4 separate regions of the Mus musculus genome follow, and all the other regions are linked to region 4. A link is a contact called in public Hi-C and HiChIP or PLAC-seq data. All regions are on one chromosome and are shown on one strand. Each heading gives the region's core, a stretch centred on a gene start, on an enhancer-like site or on the middle of the called end of the contact. The rest is flanking DNA. Distances are from core to core; before and after follow the strand shown. Region 1 overlaps Ypel1 (yippee like 1). Region 2 holds the start of Aifm3 (apoptosis-inducing factor, mitochondrion-associated 3). Region 3 holds the start of Thap7 (THAP domain containing 7). Region 4 holds the start of Tmem191c (transmembrane protein 191C).

Region 1 (4,400 bases), core at 1,825-4,324, 190 kb before region 4:
AACAAAGTGGAATAAAATGGCCAGCGGGTTGGCTCAGCAGGGGAAGCACTTGCTGATGTGTGATGTCCTGCATCCTATCTGCAGACCCACAATGAAAGAAGATTCCAAAAGGCTGTGCTTTGACCTCCACACATGTGCACACGGCTGCCCCTCCAGAATAATAACTAATAAAACATTAAGAGAAACATGTAGGGCTGTCAAAACACCACCTCAAACTCTTGGCCTGTGCGCGCACGCGTGCACACACAACACACACAACTTCACCTGTGTTCCACCACCTGTATTACTCTGAAACATCCACATACATCACCTAGTGAAGTGTTTGTGGTGCTGAGAAGGGATCCCAGGGCCACAGGCACACCATACAGTACACACTGAGCTACAGCCCCAGCCCCAGAAACAGAACTGAGTTAACCTTGTTCCTGAGTGTAATGACCCAGTCGTCATCCCCCTGTACTGCCCAGTGCACAGCTCAGAGATAATGACTGTAGTAAAGCAGGGAAGTAAACATGTGTCCTGAAACCTCTCTACTTTTCCCCTCAAGGAACATGCCTTTGAGAGCAGTCAGAAATACAAGGAAGGAAAATTTATTATTGAACTTGCCCACATGATCAAAGACAACGGCTGGTAAAGTGAAGCGGTCCACTCCTGTTTGAATCCTATTTTATGAAAGCTGAGTGTACAGAAGACCTAGCTTCTTGGTGACAATGCTTCTTGAACTTAACCTCACAGGCCAGCCCAGTCTCAACACTTGAAGGTGTCTCTCTAGGCTATCCACTTGGTAAGGTGCCCATTTGAATCCCTGTCGTGTACAATGCGTTTTTGGAAGTCTGAGTTCTTTTTCTAACATCTTAAGTTCTAGAGAAAGAATTGACCAGCTGGTGACTCACCTGCCTAGTGAATACTTTCTTTTACCCTACGCCTGCAATGCCTGGCTGTGTTCTCACCAAGCCCAAGTCCCTAAAAGCAGAGAAGCAAGGTCTCCTCACAAGCAAAGGCATAGTTACCAGAAGTAAAGCATGTCTCCAAAAACTGAAACCAGCCACTGGTAACATGGAAGAGAAGCTAGGAAGCAAGCATTCAGTGTACATCTTAAGCAAATAGGGAGGTTCCTGATGTAGAAGGCGAGTGACTTACTGGTGGCTGAACGCTCTGTCCCAGGGCTACCCAAGTCTGCCACTGAGCTGACTCCCTTGGTGCTGCGGCAGCACAGCGGCTCAGAATGTAGGGCTGGTCCCTGCCACAGAGCAACAGGCTGGGTTTCACTTTATACCCTGGATGTACTTGAAATAGTTATGCATACAGAGGCCAGAGCCAGTACGGGAAACTGCAAAACATGAGAGTTTTCCAAGGTAAAGGAAGAGTTAGCTTAGTATGGGAGCTACCTTTTCTGCCTGGAATCACCTCATGACCTGACAAGGGAGGATCTGGGCCATCCCCCAAGCCCAGGCTCTCAGATTTTAAGTCACAACACATCATACTCTATAAGGAGTGGCCAATTTGCAGAGAGGATGGAGGCCAGAACCATTCCCAGATAAGTTTCATTGTTTTGTACCCTCCCCAGGGCAGAAGGGCAGGCAGTAGGCCTGTGAAGGCTGAGAGCCCTTGAGCTGCAAAGGCAGCATTACAGGAAAGCGCTTAGCACCGGCTGCTCTAGAGCTGCCTGGGTGTGGTAGTCAAAAAGCAGTTTCTATCTAGACCTTTGGGCTCCAGCCCCAGACCTGCTAAACCCACATCCTCTGGCCAGCACAGGCACTCGCTACTCCTCTTCACTTCAAAACCTACATTTTGGTGCCATTTCTTTGCCCAAGATTGGAAGGCTGGTAATACAGGAAATGCCTGCGCAATGCTGGTCCTAGCCCAAGCTGCTTTTTCCCCAGCTACTTCCAGTTTCCCTCTAGACTAAGGCTGGCAAAGCAAAGTGACTCTACCAGTAAGGTAAGTGCTGAAACTCAGCACAAGCAGCCGTGTGACCTTGGCAAGGCTCAGGGCCATCCTTATCTAGGAATGAACACTGGTCAACAGTCTGCTCAAACTGGACATGCCCGCCTGGCTAGTTTTTAATACTTTTCAGAGTGGGAACTTGGTGGCTGAGGCATGGGCGGCTTTCCCCAGTGGGAAGGCGGCAAGGGAGACAGACCCGAGTACGTCCTTATAGATGCCTCAGTAAAGCTGAAGAGTCTTGGAGAAGTCTTCTGTATATACTAAGATTATATTTAGACTTTATGCTCTGGGCATGCTATCTGCCCCTCAACTGAGCACTCTGTATTATCTTTTGTGAGAGCTCTGACTGGAACGTTTTTGCTAGTACTCTATATGACTTACCTGTATTGGGGAGTAATGGATATAAACAAACCATTTATCAAGGTTTTTTTGGATTTTGCGTTGGCCTTCTGTGAAATATAAACCAAAAGAACTGACCATGAGCTGGCTTCAGGGTAAGTGATGCAAGACCACAACCAGGCATGCTGGTAAACCACTGAATGTCTCACCTCCTTACATTTGTAAACAGCACCATTCTGTGACTATTTTAAAGAGGTTTCCTCAGAACAGTGGGAGGTGATACCAGGTCATGAACGCCACTTTGCTTTAGAAATGTGGTTTATTTCCTTGTTGTCTTGTTACTGTATACATAGTATTTTTATACCTTAATGCTTATTCTTGATGGCATCTGTCAGGTATTTGAAGAGATCAGAAATGAGATTTTTTTTCCCCTCAAAAGTCCTTTATTTTCTGATGAGCTCATCAGGCAGTTTTCAAAATCCAAGTGTCTTTACTGTCTAAAACACTACCATTTAAGCTATAGACAACCGACCCATGGAAATGCAAGCCCTGGTGGTCTGTCCTCTGTGCTGGAGGACAGGAGAGGACACAGCTGCCTGCCCTGGGGACAGGTGTCGGCTGCTGAGCAAGGCTGACTGCAGTGCTGTGGAACCCACAGGGAGTTCACCAAGAACAGCAGGACCAGCAAGCTCGAGCAAACAGAGCGCCTTGGCCTCCCTGTCTCCTAGCCAAAGCTGTCAGCCCTCTGTGGCGTGTCTGTGGGAGGTATAAAATAAAGCTCCTGTCGTCACACAGCAAGGTTCCCAGGGTGGGGGTGGAGGTGGGGGCGGCGGCGAGCCACGTTCGTTCCTGCAGCATCCACTAGGAGCAAAGGATCAGGGTCTCAGAGCCCGCTGAGAACCGAGGGCTTCTGGGGTCCTGATGCTTCTGACACCACCTTGTAGTAGCTTGTGAGTGGCCTGAGAAGAGTGTGAGAACACAGTTAGGCACCAGCAGCCTCTGTCCATGCAGGGCTCCCTGCTGCTGCTCTGCCCTGTTTAAATTTTTCTTTTTCTTTTTTTAAGACAAGGTCTCATAACCTGCCTCTTTTGTTTCTTGTTTTTACTTTAGAGGACAGGATCTTGCTGTGCGGCCTTAACGATCCTCCTGCCTCCACTGTATCTAGCCCCACATTGCCTATAGCCAGAGGAGTCAACAGAGGGGTATAGGAAGGCAGGCTGAAGGGCAATGCAGTCTGGCATGTGAATTGCCATCCCAGGCAGGTGGCTATAGTGTACCGGGCTGGGGAAGTGTCAAGAACAGCCATGGGTGAACAGCAGTCATCCCTGAGATCATGCAACAGCAGCTGGAAGTGGAGAGGGAGGGCAGTAGAGCAAGGCAGACTCCCAGAAATACAGAAGGCCTATGGTTTTAACATCAGAAATATAAACAGGTACTAGCTACACCCCAGAACCAAGAACTTCGGAGATTTTGTGGATTCAAGGTTTAGGGTAAAAGGTCAAGCCTAAGTTACAATGTAGTGTGGCATTCTCTAAGGACAGTGCTTAGTGACAGAGAACATAGTGACTGACACGACACTGCCCACACTTGAGAATCAGCTGTGGAAAGGTTCCCAGGGAGCAAAGCACTGTGACGAGCAGGTGGCTGTGAGTGATTTGGACACGTGGGCCCCCCGAGGCCTTTTCAGCTGATACCCTGACAACTGTCCTAGAATCAAAAGTCAAAAGCTAGGCATGGTGGTGACTGCCTTTAATCCTACTTGGGAAGGTAGAGGCAGGTGAATCTCAGAGTTCAAAGCCAACTTAGTCTTACATAGTAACTTCTAGGACAGCCAAGGGTAATGCAGACAGACTGTCTCAAAACATGAGTAGGTGACTGGTCAGGAGAAGTCAGAAGGAAGCCACCTCTTTGTAAGGACCTTTGGCTCTCATAAGAGCACATACTAACTGGGCTCAGCAGGTCACCATCACGGATGCAGAAAGGTAGGCGACAGAGTAGACAGGACAATAAACACGCTTGTCCCAAGCAAGGGAGTACAAGTGCTTTGTGGAAGTGGTGTCAAAGTAAGACCATAAGACCCCATCACAATAGCCTGGGAGTAGAAGCTCCTGCCTCAC
Region 2 (4,515 bases), core at 279-2,778, 220 kb after region 4:
TAGGTGGAAGGCATGGTCCCCACCAAATCTCCCGCTAAGCCTGAGGCCCCAAGAATAAACTCCCGGAAAGGGAGGGACCCCAGATCCAAAAGCCAGTCTAGTCTGTTTGTACGATCTCAGCCCCAACAGGTGAGGGCTGAAACCAGACCGGAAAGAGGTGGGCAACGCTGAGACATGGGTGAAACCAGGACCTCTGAAAGGGTTCTCTGGTTCCCAGGAAGGGAGCTAGAGGGGCAGTTAGCAACTGAGTTTTATCCCTTGAGTTGTCTCCTCTTGCCCCGACAAGGGCCTTGGGTTCCTCACCTGTAATTTGCTTCGAAGGTCAGAAGCTAGCAGTGGCTGGTCCTTTCCCATTCTGTATTTCCTTCTTGACATGGGGACTGGGCTAACCTAGTGACTCCCAGCACGGTTCAGTGCAGGCTTCAGGAAGAATTTCCAGGTGACCCAGAGCCGACTGTTGGGTAGAATTTGGACAGATCAGTTGTAAACAGGGTAGTTACACCTTTGTCTTGAGCCTTCCAAAGTCCACATCTTCTAGAAGGCCCACCTATGGCCACAAGGACACAATGGCCACAGTGATCTGTTTACCAGGTAGTCTTGCTCTCCCGTTTGGAGCCTTAGAGTGACCTGAGCACGTCCCAAGGCCTTGCTTATCTTAGGATTTATTAGGGTGAGGAGTGGGGAAGACCACACAGATGCCCCTAACTGCTGCTTGACCTTGGTGAGACCTTGGACCCCAGTCTTTCTATCTTCTTCAGCACTGCACAGCCGCCTGAGGGGTGGGGAAACTTATGGCTGCTGGGCTGCTGGGCATGGGGCAGAGGCAGAGCTGTGCGCTTGGTTTCCCTCTTCCCCCAACCCCATCAGTCCTGGGCTGGCTGCCCGCTTTTTTCCCCACAGAGCTGGGTTTCCCTGGGGACCAGTGGCTTGGCCTAGCCCCACACCCACAGCCCCCTCCTGGCCACAACTCATGCTAGAAGGCGGGCTGGACCCTCCAGGACACTGGCCTTCCGTGCCCTGCTGACCAAGGCCCAGTAGTCTCTCTCCATTGCTGGGCTGGGAGCAAGGAGCAGTGACTCCCATGGAAAGAGGTAGGTGACTAGAGGTTGCTAGTCAGGGCAGTGGCCAAGGCTGGGCTGGGACCCTTGTCACTCTCAGTGGAAGAAGAAGGATTCTGGGGACTCTGGTTGTCAGGGTTTTCTGTAGACGTGGTGGTCTTATCTAGGGAAATGGAGAGTCTCAGAGTCTCCAGACTTGTGGGATTTAGAAAAGGGGAATCTAGGGCTAGGTCTATGTAGTCGCAGGTTTATGGGCAGTAGCAGATATTAGAGCACAGAGGGTCTCCAACAAAGGATGCAGTAAGGGGAATCTGAGGTTCCTATGCCTAGAAGCCTCAAAGGGAGACAGATGCCCTACAAACAAGATCTGCCCTCCTCATGTAAGACTCTTCCAGGATTCCTCAAAGATGCCTCTGACTCTACCCAGACCTGCATCAGTGCTAGGACCCAATTTCCCATCTCCCCTGCAGGTCCTAAAGCTGTCTAGCTGGCATGGCAGCTCTAGCGTCTCTGAGGGCCACAGGGGGTCCAGTCCTGCAGGGCACATCCTAGACCTTGGACAGCTGGACAGCCTGCCATCGTGCTCCCACCAGCCAGGCCAGATCCCAGGCCACCGTTCACCATGGGCGGCTGCTTCTCCAAGCCCAAGCCAGGTACCTCCCCTTCTCTGACAGCCTCCCCCTCCCTCTGTACTTCACCAACCTCCAAAGTAGGTCAGGCTAGGCAGGAGCCCAGAATGCTAATGCACTGCAGGCAAGAAGGGTAAAAACCTAGGAAAGCTCTCCTGGACTCCTCTCCTGTAGCATCCCCCTTTTTATTTGGGACTTTGGGTGTTAGTGGTGGGGACAACAGCTGATCCTTCTTAGAAAGTTGAGTCTAGAAGGTTCCTCTTATGCTGCGCAGAGCTAAGGGCTACTTCTCCATTCTGGAGAAGAGAGGCTTTGGGGGATGTTCTTAGCCACAGTGTAACCTCTTTGAGTCTCAATTTCCCTCTCTATAAAATAGAACTGGACACTGCCCTCTTAGGGTGACTGACAGGGTATCATGGACAGGTCCCTACTCTTATCATCCTGTGACATATCAGACATCATCTTGGCTTCTCTGGGCCTCATCTCCTGTTTTGTGTTTTTGTTTGGGTTTTTGTCTTTTGAGACAAGATCTCACTATGTAGACCAGGCTGGTCTCATACTCACACAGATCCTCCTGCCTGTGCCTTGCAAGTGCTAGGATCAAAGGCATGTACCACTCTTCTGTTTTCTCCATGTATATAGGAAATCTTGCCTAGCCCTAGAAACTCCAGCCAGGGGTAGGATCATTCCAAGGTACTACAGTACTTAGGATCTACCCTGCCAGGGGACTCATGTCTTTGGGTTTCTCCCTCAGTCTGCACATTCCTTCTACCCTAGTCGTAACATCCAGAAAGCAGAACCTGTAGCCATGACAGGGATGCAGAAACTGAGGACTTCAGAGCCCAGTGAGTGCTCCACCCACCCAACTTGCCCTGGCTGGCTCACTCTGCCAGCTTGCTCAGCTCTCCTTACCTGATACCCATCAGCTCGGTTACCTTGGGACTCATAAGACTTTTCTTCCTTTCTTGGGTCTGAGGTAGGACTTGGGGGAGAAAGCGGAGCTGTGACCCACCCACTGGCAGTATTGGTGAAGATTGTCCATCCTCGCCTGAGTCTGTGCCAGATCCTACAGCCTCTGCCATAGGTGCCCACTGTCTTTGTCTCAGTTTCTTCATAGAGTGGGCAGGAATGTGCCTGCAAGATCCCATGGGAGTCCCATACTGGGCACCTGAGGGACTGCTTGGCTGGCAGGACATGGTGGGGACAAGATGCCACTCAGTCTCAATGAGCTGGCCTAATCAGGGACCCCTGACTCAGCACTTCAGATCTGGAGCTAGCCATTATCCCCTGACCTGAATCTTGTCAGTTTGCTTTTGTAATTTTTTTTTTTAAGATAAGATTTCATCTAGCCCAGGCTGGCCCCAGACTCACTATGGGGTTGAAAATGATCTTAACTTAGCAGCCTCCTATCCCCCTCACTGGTGCTAGAACTGCAGGAGTGTACAATTATGATCACTTTTACTTAGTACTGGAGATAGAACCCAAAGCTTTGGGAATGCCAGGCAAACATTCTTCCAGTTATGATGTTTGGTTTTTTTAAAAAAATTTTTAAAGACTTATTTATTTTATGTATTTTATGTATGTGAGTACATTTTGCTCTCCTCAGAAGAGGGCATCAGATCCCATTACAGATAGTTGTGAGCACCACGAGGTTGCTGGGATTTGAACTCAGGACCTCTGGAAGAGCAGTCAGTGCTCTTAACCACTGAGGTATCTCTCCAGCCCTGTTTTTTAAATTTTTATTTTTATCATTTAAATTTTGTGTGTGTGTGCGTGTGTGTGCTCGCGTGTGTGTGTGTGTGCGTGCATGCGTGTGTGTGTGTGTGTGTGTGTGTGTGTGTGTGTGCGTGCGTGCGTGTGTGGGTGCGTGTGTGTGTGTGTGCGTGTGTGTGTGTGTGTGTGTGTGTGTATGTGTGCGTGTTTGAGTGTGTGAGTGAATGGAGGTGCATGCAGAGGTCAGGAGAAACAGGTGCCCTTGGACTAGGGTAATGGCTGTTCTGAGCCACCTGGCTGCTGGAACTCAAACTCAGCTTCTCTAGAAGAACAGTATGTGCTCCAGCACTGGTTCTGTTTTGTTTTTTGTTTGTTTATTTTTATTTTATAAAATGAGCATTTTTGTCTTCGTGTATATAAATGCATAGCATGTGTGCAATGCCTGTAGAGGCCAGAAGAATTCATCTGACCTCCTGAGCCTGGAGTTACACATGGTTAATTGTGAGCCATGGTGTGGGTGCTGGGAATCAAGCTGGGTTCTCTGCAAAAGCAACAAATACCCTTGACCTCTGAGCTGTCCTCACCCCTTCCTTTCCTTTCATTAAAAGACAGAGTTTACTATGTAGCCCTGAATGACCTAGAATTCACTACTTAGACCAGGCTGGTCTTGATTGTACTGTGAGCCTCCCATGTGCTGGGATTACAGACCTGAGCTAGCATACCCATTTTATGTTTTAAAAACTTTGTGTTTTAAGGGATGATAAGTTTATTTTGGCTTACAATTTGAGGGTCACATTCTGTCATGGTGAAGGCCTGGCTGCAGACGGCTTTGTGGCAGAGAGAACATTCAACAGCTCTCTTTCTCTTTCTCCAGGAACTTACTGTTCTGCTCTGGGCTGGTCTCAAAGTGTCTGGCTATTCTTACTGCCCAGAGACAACATTCAAACTTGGGTTCTTTAACGTCTTGGCGGTGTGGCCAGGGGCTGATGACCTCGCTCAGGTCCTCCGTGTCCCCATGTAGAGTACAGGGTGGCTCGCCTGACTCTGACCCTGACTCTGACCCTGGCATGCAGGAACACTTGTAACTGTGATTGTTTTCTTCCTTTCTGAGGTGG
Region 3 (4,535 bases), core at 1,199-3,698, 250 kb after region 4:
TAAGGCCAGGGTCCAGCCTCACAGCTGGGGATGCGGGCAGAGTGGCAGGTGCTGAGGCTTCTTCCACAGGGAAGCAGATGATATCGGCACGAGGAGGTGGAGAAAAGGGAGTTGTGGGTCCTTGTCTTTCGGAGCAGCTGGAGGGGAAACAGAAAGAAACTAAGGCATGCCAGGCTCCTCTCATTAGCCCATTTAGTCTCCCTAACATCTGAGCCCCCTTTACTGGGTCTAGATAGCAAAATAGTTCAGTGAAGATGCTGGCATTCACCCTAGGTCCAGCCCCTCAGCCCTGGGGTGAGGGTGGGGCATCCCCCGGTCCTGCAGCACATACCGCTTCCTGCATCGCCGGAGCCGGCTGACGTCAGGCAGGCCAGGTGGATAACCATGCCCCTTGGTCTTGGCTGTTCGACGCAACTTGGAGAAAGACTCAAATATGGTGGGGACTGCCCCCTCCTTCAGCCTGTGATACCCACTGTGGGGAAAAGCAGCCCAGATGAGCTGGAGAAAAGAACGCTGCCACGTCCCCTGATTCCCCACATAAGGCCCTGCAGAGGCGTAGGACCTCTAGGGATGAGAAAGGCCCCAAGGCACACTGCCAGTAGCAATCTCAAGAATGCCACGTGTGGTAAAATCAAACTCATCTTCCCTGTGAATGAGCTTCCCGGGTTAAGGTGAATGGAGAACCCACCAGCAGGGATAGGTGGACGGCTGGAAGAACTAGGTGCTAACCATCCTATGAAAAAGCTGTTTTTCTTTTGCATGGAGCGGCTAACCTCAGGTGACTTCCTTAATCATTCTCTACCTTTGTTTTTAAAGATTTTTTTCCTTAAAAACCTTTTTTATTTTTATGTGTATAAGTGTTTGCCTATGACTGTTCACCGAATGCGTGCCTAGTACCTACAGAGGTTAGAAAAGGATAAAGGATCACTTGGAACTGGAGTGAGCCAGTTCCAGTTCCAGACTGCTATAAGCCATTATGTGGGTGGTGGGAAATGAACACAGGTCTTCTGGAAGAACAGCCAGTGAGTGCTCGTAACCTCTGAGCCAGCTCTACTGATGTGTATGAATATTTTGCCTGCATGTACATATGTGTACCCGTGCCCTCAGAGGTAGATTGAACCCCAGTCCTCTGTAATGCTCTAAAATGGTTAAGCCATCTCTCCAGCCCTTCCACCTTATTTTTTTAAAGACAAGTTTCTCAACTCAACACAGGGCTCAACAACTCATCTAGACTAGCTTTTCCATAAGTCCTTGGGATCCCCTTTTTGTTTTGTCTTCTCCAGGACTGGGATTAAAGGAACAAGCAATCACATGTGGCTTTTTATTTGGGTCCTTGAATCTGAAATCAGGTCCTAATGCTTGCATACCACGTCTTTAGCAAAGGGGGCTATTTCCCCAGCCTGGAAAGCCTGATTTTCTCTAATGTCACTGGCACAGTGATCCTGGGATCATGCTTTAACTGTACAAAACTGGAAAGAGGCTTGGCACGCTTGACAACTGGTCTGCTTGTCTCTGAGCATGCCAGCGGATGTGCATGGACTCCACCAGGGCAAAGAGCTGCCTCGTTTGACCCACTGCTCTGATGCCTCACAACCTGTCCTGGTGTTAGCTGGCAGAAAGACCCACCTGATTCCCACCAGCTCAAAGCAGTTTTCCTCGAAGTGTTTGGAGCAGAAGTAGATGTACTCAGAGGTCGGATCCCACAGGCCCTGGCCGCTGGGGTCCAGCCGCTGACAGTTGGCCAGCCACAAGCCGCGCCTGGGGTTGTCTTTCTTGGGAAGTCTGCAGAGCCACAAAACCGTGAGCACCAGACTGTCTACAGTCCTGCGTTCAGGATGCCCAAGCTCCCCAAGCAAGAATGGCAGACCTCCCCGCGACCCTTTCAGATTACCACCCGCTGGGGGAAAGGAGAAACTGAGAACGAGAGAAAGAAAGGGGCCGGCTCAGCATCATCTAGCAGGAATGAGTCGGAGCTGTAAATCCAAGCCAGGTAAGCGTCCAGTCCTTTTTCCGGCTGGACTCGAGACTATGCGCCCTTCCCTGTCACCCTCCCGCTCACAAGTTCAAGCCTCACATCGACCTCGGGAAAGCGCCGTCTCCTGCGAGGCCTAAGGTGCGGCAACACCGGCGCCTGCGCTATGAGCCCTCGCGTGCCACTACGCACGCGCGCTGACCTGTGGAAGGAGATGCCGCGGTTGCGAGTCTCGCGCGTATCCCGTGTGCAGCAGCCGGCGGCGGAGCAGTGTCGCGGCATCTGGGGAAGGGGCGGGATCTGGGTGGTGGGCGGCAGTCGGGGGAGGACTGTCTTCACGCCCAACTGTCACTCCCTCCAGAGGGCCCGAGCCGGTCGGCTCCCCGAGGCCCGACCCCGTACCAGTCTTGTCCTAGCTCGTTCTATAGACTCCCGTCAGCGGTACTCACGGTCTTGCCATTGCTGCGCCGCCAAAATCTCGCGATGGGTGGATCGACGCGGAAGTTGGGAGCAGAGATACTCCGTCGCCCGTGGCGCGGGCCCCCAAGGGGCGGGACCGGAAGAGATCCTGGCGGGGCGGGCCACCGGATGTTGGGAGTGAGGGATGGCGATCGTCGCTCCCGAGTTGAGGTTTCTGCATCTGTAGTTTCGGGTCCCTGTTTTGTTTGAGCGTCTGTCGTTTGGACGAAGCAGCTGGGTGTGGTCTGTACTGCTCCCTGAACAACGTACGCGCACACTCTGGTTGAAAAAGATCCACCACCAAGAAAAACCTGGGCTCTTTACTGAAAGAACTCGGCCACGGACTGGTGGCTCAGCACTTGCTACCAACCCTGAAGATTGAATTTGATCCCCAGGACGCAACCTGCTGGAAGGAGAGAACCAACGTCCAGTAATTGTCCTTTGATCCCCATATACATGCACAAAATAAAATGTTAACGACACATTTAGAACATTTTCTTTTAATGGCCTTGTAAAGGCCTGGGTGAAGATAGTGACCTTATGGGAGGCCGTCCCAATATACTAAGTAGCAACTGTCCAGTTATCGGAATGTTCATTTTTCAAACCCTGAGACGCTAGCCGGTGTGTTCCGAGAGCACGGTTTCCCCAGTGATGCTTTGAAGGGGGATTTCTCTGACCACAGGATCAGGCGTTTTACATTCTAGGCTCACTTTTGTAGCAGGAACAAAGTCAGAAATGGGTTCCTTGGGTTTCTGCTGGGGGAAGAGAGGTGAACAATTACAATCTTGGGATGCAGAAGGGGAGGTTATGGGACTCCAGGCCTGAAGGGCACAAAGGCATACTTGATCTAAGTACCGGCGAGGTTGGGTAGCCTGTTATGCTCCTGTAGAGGAGTTGTCTTGGCTGAAAAGGTCATCGAAGCCCCTATTTAGTTGGTTTTGATTTTTCCTGATCTGTTGGAGGCATTCATCCCTATATAAAGCCTCCCATTGAAGGAATAGGGGGCAAGAAGGACCAACCGATGTGCTGGCTCAGTAGTGTACTTAGAGCTGCACAAGACTCAGAAGAATGGATTTGGCCCAGGGTGCATGAGTACCATCCTCCTTTTGATTGTCTAACCTCTTTTAATTCATTGGCCCAGTAGGGATACCAGTGTAGGGGCAGAGAGTAAGTGAGTTGAAAACATGGAAAACCCAGGTGTTACTTTATTTGTGCTGAAGTTTGGACGAATCTCTAATTTCACATAGTTGGTGGGTGTGGGAGGTAGAAGACAAAGAGCCTTCAAGAGTTCTATGAGTGTTCTTAGGGTGTGAGGGAGGCAGGAGGGGGCATAAGGCATCAGTGGGGCATAAAGAGGGTGTGTGTGGATGTGGCAGGTCATTTTCTAATATACTCAATGGCCTGTTCAAGGGCAGTGAGCTCCACCTAGGGGCAGTCTTCAGGGCGCTCCTCCACAAGATGTGGCCAGACAATAGACTTCACCTAGGTTAGAAGACTCCACCCTAGGTGGGCTAGGCAACTGTGGTAAAACAAGGTCTGATTCAGCCTGTTCAAGGCTAGCCCCGACCAAAAGAAGTTGCCCCTTCACCGTAGTCAGTCCCTTGCGATGCCTCAAATTGAAGGTAAAGGAAGAAGGAAGAACCAGCTGAGGATCCTCAGGTTGGGATGCTGATGTCCCTCAGAAGGAAATCCTTGCCATCTTCCGAGCATCCCTGTTTGAGCCCCAGATGTGGGTCCTTTGCTCCCGACTGGGCGTTGATCACTGGTGGTCTCAGGATGCAGAGGAGCTGGGGAGCAGGGTCTCAGGCAGTGGTGAGTATTTTATTGAAATAGTGGGGCTAACTGACGTAGCTCAAGTCAGAGGGAGGAGAGGTAAGTGTTGCAGCGGGGGCAGGGACCTTCCAAGTGTATTAGATTAGCAGACCACAGTCTGTCGGGGTAATCTTTTTTTTCCCACAGTGTAAAGGTTGTCTTTGTACTATTCAAATGTTGATTTCTGTACCGGTGACGAGTTGAGTGCTGGCTGGACTTTGGTATTGGTTATTTTTATGGATCATCACCTGCTTCAGTATTTTGTAAACATACACCTCCCTCACCTTTTGAT
Region 4 (4,466 bases), core at 15-2,514:
CTCAGAATCTAAGGTGAGGCACACCTGGTTTAGCCTGTAGTTACAGTAGTTACAGCTACTGTGGCTCTTAAGATTTATTTATTTTTATTTATTATTATTATTATTTTTTTTTTGAGACAGGATTTCTCTGTATAGCCCTGGCTGTCCTGGAACTCACTCTGTAGACCAGGCTGGCCTCGAACTCAGAAATGCGCCTGCCTCTGCCTCCCGAGTGCTGGGATTAAAGGCGTGTGCCACCACCGCCTGGCTAATTTATTTATTTTTAAAGACTTATTTATTTTTATTTATATGAGTACATTGTCACTGTCTTGAGGGCATCAGATCCCATTACAAATGGTTGTGAGCCACTATGTGATTTCTGGGAATTGAACTTATGACCTCTAGAAGAGCAGTCAATACTCTTAACCGCTGAGCCATGTCTTCAGTCCTTCTTTAAAAAAAAAAAAAAAAAAAAAGATTACACACACACATACACACACACTCACACACTATAGCTGTCTTCAGACACACCGGAAGAGGGTATCAGATCCCATTATAGATGGTTGTGGATCACCATGTGGTTGCTGGAAATTGAACTCAGAACCTCTGGAAGAGCAGTCAGTGCTCTTAACCATTGAGCCATCTCTCAAACCCTCTCATTTTTTCTTTCTTTTTTTCTTTGGTTTTTGTTTGTTTGTTTGTTTTTTCGAGACAGGGTTTCTCTGTGTAGCCCTGGCTGTCCTGGAACTCAGGCTGTAGACTAGGCTGGCCTTGAACTCAGAAATCCGCCTGCCTCTGCCTCCCAAGTGCTGGGATTAAAGGCGTGGGCCACCACACCCGGCCCTCATTTTCTTTTGAGTCAGGGTCTTGTTTAGACCTCTAGGCTGACCTTGAACTCTAGGTGATCTTGCCTCAGCCTCTAGTATTTTGGGATTACAAGGTACGGACCATCAAGTCTGGTCCTTCCTTAGAACTTTAGTAACTTTTTACCAATCAGATCTGGACTGTGATATTTTTGTTTTTTGTTTTGTTTTTCTTTTTTTTGAGACAGGTCCGCATGTAGCCTTGGCTAATTTCAAACTCCGTATGTAGCAAAGGATGACCTTGAACTCCTGATCTTCGTGCCCTCACACCTCCAAGAGATAGAATTACAGATGTGGGCAACCAAGCCCGGCTTTGTATACCTGAATTGGTCGGGCGTGATCCGTCTCGGTTGGGTTCGGGCGCCCTCTGCTGCCTATTGTGACGCGGGCCACCAAGTTACCCAGGCGGTGGAGGTCGGGGCGGAGCTCTGGAGCCATGACTGAGCCGCAGGAGCAGCTGCTGCAGCTGCAGAAGGACAACCGAGATGGCCGCCTGCGGAAGCAGGAGCTAGAAGAGCTGGTGCGTGGGCTGGAAGCCGAGAGCGAGAGCCTCACCGGGCGCCTGGAGGAGCTGCGGGAGCGCGAGCGCAGGTGCGAGGGCACCGAGGCCCCGGCAGGCTTGTTGGCAGTCTCGCTCCAGGCAGTGGGACCCTAGTCTGGAACTCTCAGGCTGGTGGCGGCTCCTTCCCAAAATATCTTGCTCCCTGGTTTTATCCCAGACCAATTCTCCGCCCCCTCTCCCCCTCCCCCGTGTAGCCTGCAGCGGAGACGAAGTCAAGCATCACGAGCCATTCGAGGCGAGGCATGTGAGGCGGCACGGGAGCGTGCGGAGCGGGCTCGTGGGCTGCTGGAGGCGGCGGAGCAGCACCGGCAGGACCTGGTGCGGGCAAGAGCAAGAGGCGGCTCCCGGGGTGGCTAGGCTGGAGGAGGGGCCTAGACAGCCTGGACCCTGTTCGCAGGAGCAACACAATCGGAAGCTGCAGGAACAGTGGGAGGAACTGTCCAGTCAGGTACGTGCAGTGTCTCAGATCATGCCCTAGTCCCCAAGATCCTTGAGCCAGGCACTCACGAGTTCGGTCCCCAGCTTTTCTACTATGGAGGGGAGCAGCTAAGTCAACAGCGAGCGGAGCAGCAACTAGGGAACCAGCTTGTGGCGCTGCAGGTACTTGGGCGGGGCTGTGGGCGGAGTATGGCTGTGGGCAGGGTTATGTGCATTTGTGGGCAGAGTATCAGCCTTCAAGGCCGGGGACCGAGCCTCGAGGCCCAGTGGTGTGCGAGGACTTCAGGTTCTTGACATCACTTGAATCCTCCCGAAGAAACATCTGGAGCTGGCGGAGGCCAAATTCAGCATGCAGGCAGAGGACCTGCGGCAGGTGCGAATGGCGCTGGACTCTGGGGGGGGGGGGGAAGGCGTGTGGGGAGGGCCTGTCATTGCGATGCTCATACCAAGCCCCTGGCTTCTAGGGTGCGCAGCGGACAGAAGAGGCCTGGGCCAGCTTCCAGGAGCAGAGTGGAGTCCTGCAGGTGTGACCCCTCGTTTCTGACAGCGGTTCTCTTTCGAATGCCCTGCGGCCTCGACTCTTTCTTCCTTACTCTCTGACTCGCGATGTAGCGCATCCTCTGCCCTGAATCCCTATTGCCATCCTTCAGGAGCTGCAGGGGAAAGTGATGGAGGCAGCAGCTGCGCTGGAGGCTACGCGCGGTGGCTCGGAACCGTAAGAATTGGGACTTGGAGGGCGTCGGAAGGTGCTAGGCCCAGCCTGGTGGCTCATCTCCGCGCCTGTCCTGCAGGTGGAACTCAGAGCCTCGTCCGGTGCAGGACTGCGCGGGCTCACTCATGGAGGAGGTGGCCAGGGCTGACTGCGTGAGCGTGGGCTGGGAAGCGCGGGCTGAAGCTGGTACCTGCCCACTAGATTTGGCTAGAGCCTAGCGGCTGCCCAGGCAAAAAACTGGATACAGCCCTTTCTCTGCAGGAAAAGCGACTGTTCGGTGGTACAGGCGCGGGAAGCCTCAGGTGAGTGGCTAGTGGGGGTTGGGCGGTCCGGGTTCCGGGTCCCAGAGCCACCACCCACCTGTCCGTTGGTGGTTCTGCAGGCTGTGGGCGCTGAGCGCACTGCAGACGTTGCTGCTGCTCCCGCTGGGTTTCCTGGTGCTGCCGCTGATTTACGTGGTGCTGGCGAAGCCTGACGCCGTTGGCCCGGGGCTCCAGAGTCTCGGCTCTGACGCGGTCTTCCGCCGGCTGCGCTACACGCTGTCGCCTTTACTTGAGCTGCGTGCGCGCGGATTGCTGCCTGCCTAGAGTGCATCATGTCGGCTTTGGCCGCTTGTACCTCTGTCTCCTTTGTGTTTTCTGGGTGCCTGCTTATATGAAAAGGGTGGGGGTGAAGTTCGTCTGTTCCGATATCACCTGAGTGCAGGGGTGCCTGTCTGTGGCGGGGCTGCTTGTGTCCAGGCCGCAGCCTGACCCCTCTAGGGGGCTCTTCTGAACCTGAGCTTTGGGTAGGATGGGTGTGGGTGCTGGCCTGTCGGGTCCCCTCCGTAGTGGGTGGATTATTTTCCCTGGATGCGGATGCACAGTTACTCCAGATCTACTTCAACGTTGGGGTTCCCTCTTGGGCAGGTTCGAGTTCGCCATACCTCCCTCACAGCATCTGAACACACCGGGTAGTGTATGCTTGCCACCGTGGGCTTTGTGGGGAACATGCAGTAGATAAGGATTGCCCTGCTGAGTGGAAATTAATCTGGGTTGAATTTCCAATAAACTCTAGACTACTTGTTTATTTATAGGTGTGTGGGGTTTCATCCCAGCTTTGAACTCACTATACAGCTGAGTGACCTTGACCTACCTCCCTGCTCCTGAGTGGATTATAGGCATGAGCCACCAGGGATGGTTTATTCTGTTCTGGGGATTGAACTCAGCTCAGCACTTGTGAATGCTAAGCTATAACCACAGCATTTAAACAATTACAGCTTTTTCTGTTAAGTTCATTGGAGACTCCCTTAACGGCCTAACAGAGTGGTCTGTAAAGTACCTTGGAATGGTCTGTTTAACTTGGAGAAAGCACCTGATGTGGTTTAGGTTCTGTAGCGTGCAGCGACCTATCAGTTGTATGCACTGGTGTCTCTCACTGCCTTGCAAACATAAGGTCCTGTGTCTGACCCTAAGAACCTATGTAAAAAGGCTGGATGTGGTGGTAATGTCAGTGACCCCTTGTTGGAGAGGTAGAGACAAGTGTGAATTAGTGAGCTCCAGCTAATGGGAACTGTCTCAGGAAACTGGGTGGTCAATTTCCAATATTCACACACAGTGTTTGACAACATCCCGGAATTCCTGCTCAGGGATTCTTACTGCCCTCTTGTTCCCTAACTGAGCACCAGGTATAGTCATTGTCTTACTTAGGGTTTCATTGCTGTGAAGAGACGCCATGACCATGACGATGCTTATAAAGGAAAACATTTAATTGGCACTGGCTTACAGTTTCAGAGGTTTAGCCCATTATCATCATGGTGGGAGGCATGGCAGTGTCCAGACAGACATGGTGCTGGAGAAGGAGCTGAGAGTCCTACATCTTGATTCACAGGCAGCAGAAGGAGACTGTGTGCCATAGTGTTCAGGTTGAGCAT

Evidence for each region. Hi-C and Micro-C count contacts between places; a contact is called where the count stands out from the background. HiChIP or PLAC-seq counts read pairs in DNA pulled down with a chosen protein or histone mark.
Region 1: a contact with region 4 is called in a Hi-C map of cerebral cortex, with 4 times the contacts expected there. The contact joins the enhancer-like site here to the promoter of Tmem191c in region 4. A contact is called at or near these places in 4 of 39 promoter capture datasets (the C10 cell line, cranial neural crest, embryonic stem cells and 1 more), 2 of 15 datasets of contacts at CTCF or cohesin (large pre-B cells and pro-B cells), 49 of 484 Hi-C or Micro-C datasets (B cells, the C2C12 cell line, ECoMG myeloid progenitors and 20 more), 25 of 115 datasets of contacts at active chromatin or transcription factors (the SCID.adh cell line, astrocytes, craniofacial prominence and 10 more) and 4 of 9 other capture datasets (adipose tissue, embryonic stem cells, liver and 1 more).
Region 2: a FOXA1 HiChIP or PLAC-seq map of pancreatic cancer cells shows a contact between it and region 4. The contact joins the promoter of Aifm3 here to the promoter of Tmem191c in region 4. A contact is called at or near these places in 5 of 39 promoter capture datasets (frontonasal cranial neural crest, hippocampal neurons, liver and 2 more), 1 of 484 Hi-C or Micro-C datasets (embryonic stem cells), 1 of 115 datasets of contacts at active chromatin or transcription factors (pancreatic cancer cells) and 2 of 9 other capture datasets (liver and pancreatic islet).
Region 3: a contact with region 4 is called in a FOXA1 HiChIP or PLAC-seq map of pancreatic cancer cells. The contact joins the promoter of Thap7 here to the promoter of Tmem191c in region 4. A contact is called at or near these places in 5 of 484 Hi-C or Micro-C datasets (the G1E-ER4 cell line, the N1E-115 cell line and embryonic stem cells), 4 of 115 datasets of contacts at active chromatin or transcription factors (embryonic stem cells, fetal liver, pancreatic cancer cells and 1 more) and 3 of 9 other capture datasets (adipose tissue, liver and pancreatic islet).

Annotation. Positions count from the first base shown.
Region 1 is chr16:17,083,972-17,088,371 of GRCm38.p6, forward strand. It overlaps Ypel1 (yippee like 1), which reads left to right. Exons shown (of 5, transcript NM_023249.6): 5 at 545-2,765. The coding sequence ends at 631. It overlaps Ppil2 (peptidylprolyl isomerase (cyclophilin)-like 2), which reads right to left. Exons shown (of 21, transcript NM_001252444.1): 21 at 2,584-3,242. Among named protein-coding and RNA genes, the nearest start is that of Ypel1, 16 kb to the left of the region's middle. Within about 2 kb of position 3,075, at least 23 of the 459 cell types and tissues checked have an H3K27ac peak or open chromatin away from gene starts, as enhancers often do. A contact at or near this core is called in cerebral cortex, cortical neurons and memory CD8 T cells, where this site is marked.
Region 2 is chr16:17,490,393-17,494,907 of GRCm38.p6, forward strand. Aifm3 (apoptosis-inducing factor, mitochondrion-associated 3) reads left to right here and starts at 1,529. Exons shown (of 20, transcript NM_001291070.1): 1 at 1,529-1,711. The coding sequence starts at 1,681.
Region 3 is chr16:17,528,604-17,533,138 of GRCm38.p6, forward strand. Thap7 (THAP domain containing 7) reads right to left here and starts at 2,449. Exons shown (of 5, transcript NM_026909.2): 1 at 2,422-2,449; 2 at 2,175-2,254; 3 at 1,627-1,782; 4 at 332-472; 5 at 1-137. The coding sequence starts at 2,254.
Region 4 is chr16:17,275,036-17,279,501 of GRCm38.p6, forward strand. It overlaps Tmem191c (transmembrane protein 191C), which reads left to right and starts at 1,265. Exons shown (of 10, transcript NM_177473.3): 1 at 1,265-1,433; 2 at 1,599-1,722; 3 at 1,802-1,852; 4 at 1,927-2,004; 5 at 2,159-2,215; 6 at 2,307-2,366; 7 at 2,493-2,557; 8 at 2,634-2,706; 9 at 2,816-2,856; 10 at 2,937-3,626. The coding sequence starts at 1,279. The coding sequence ends at 3,141.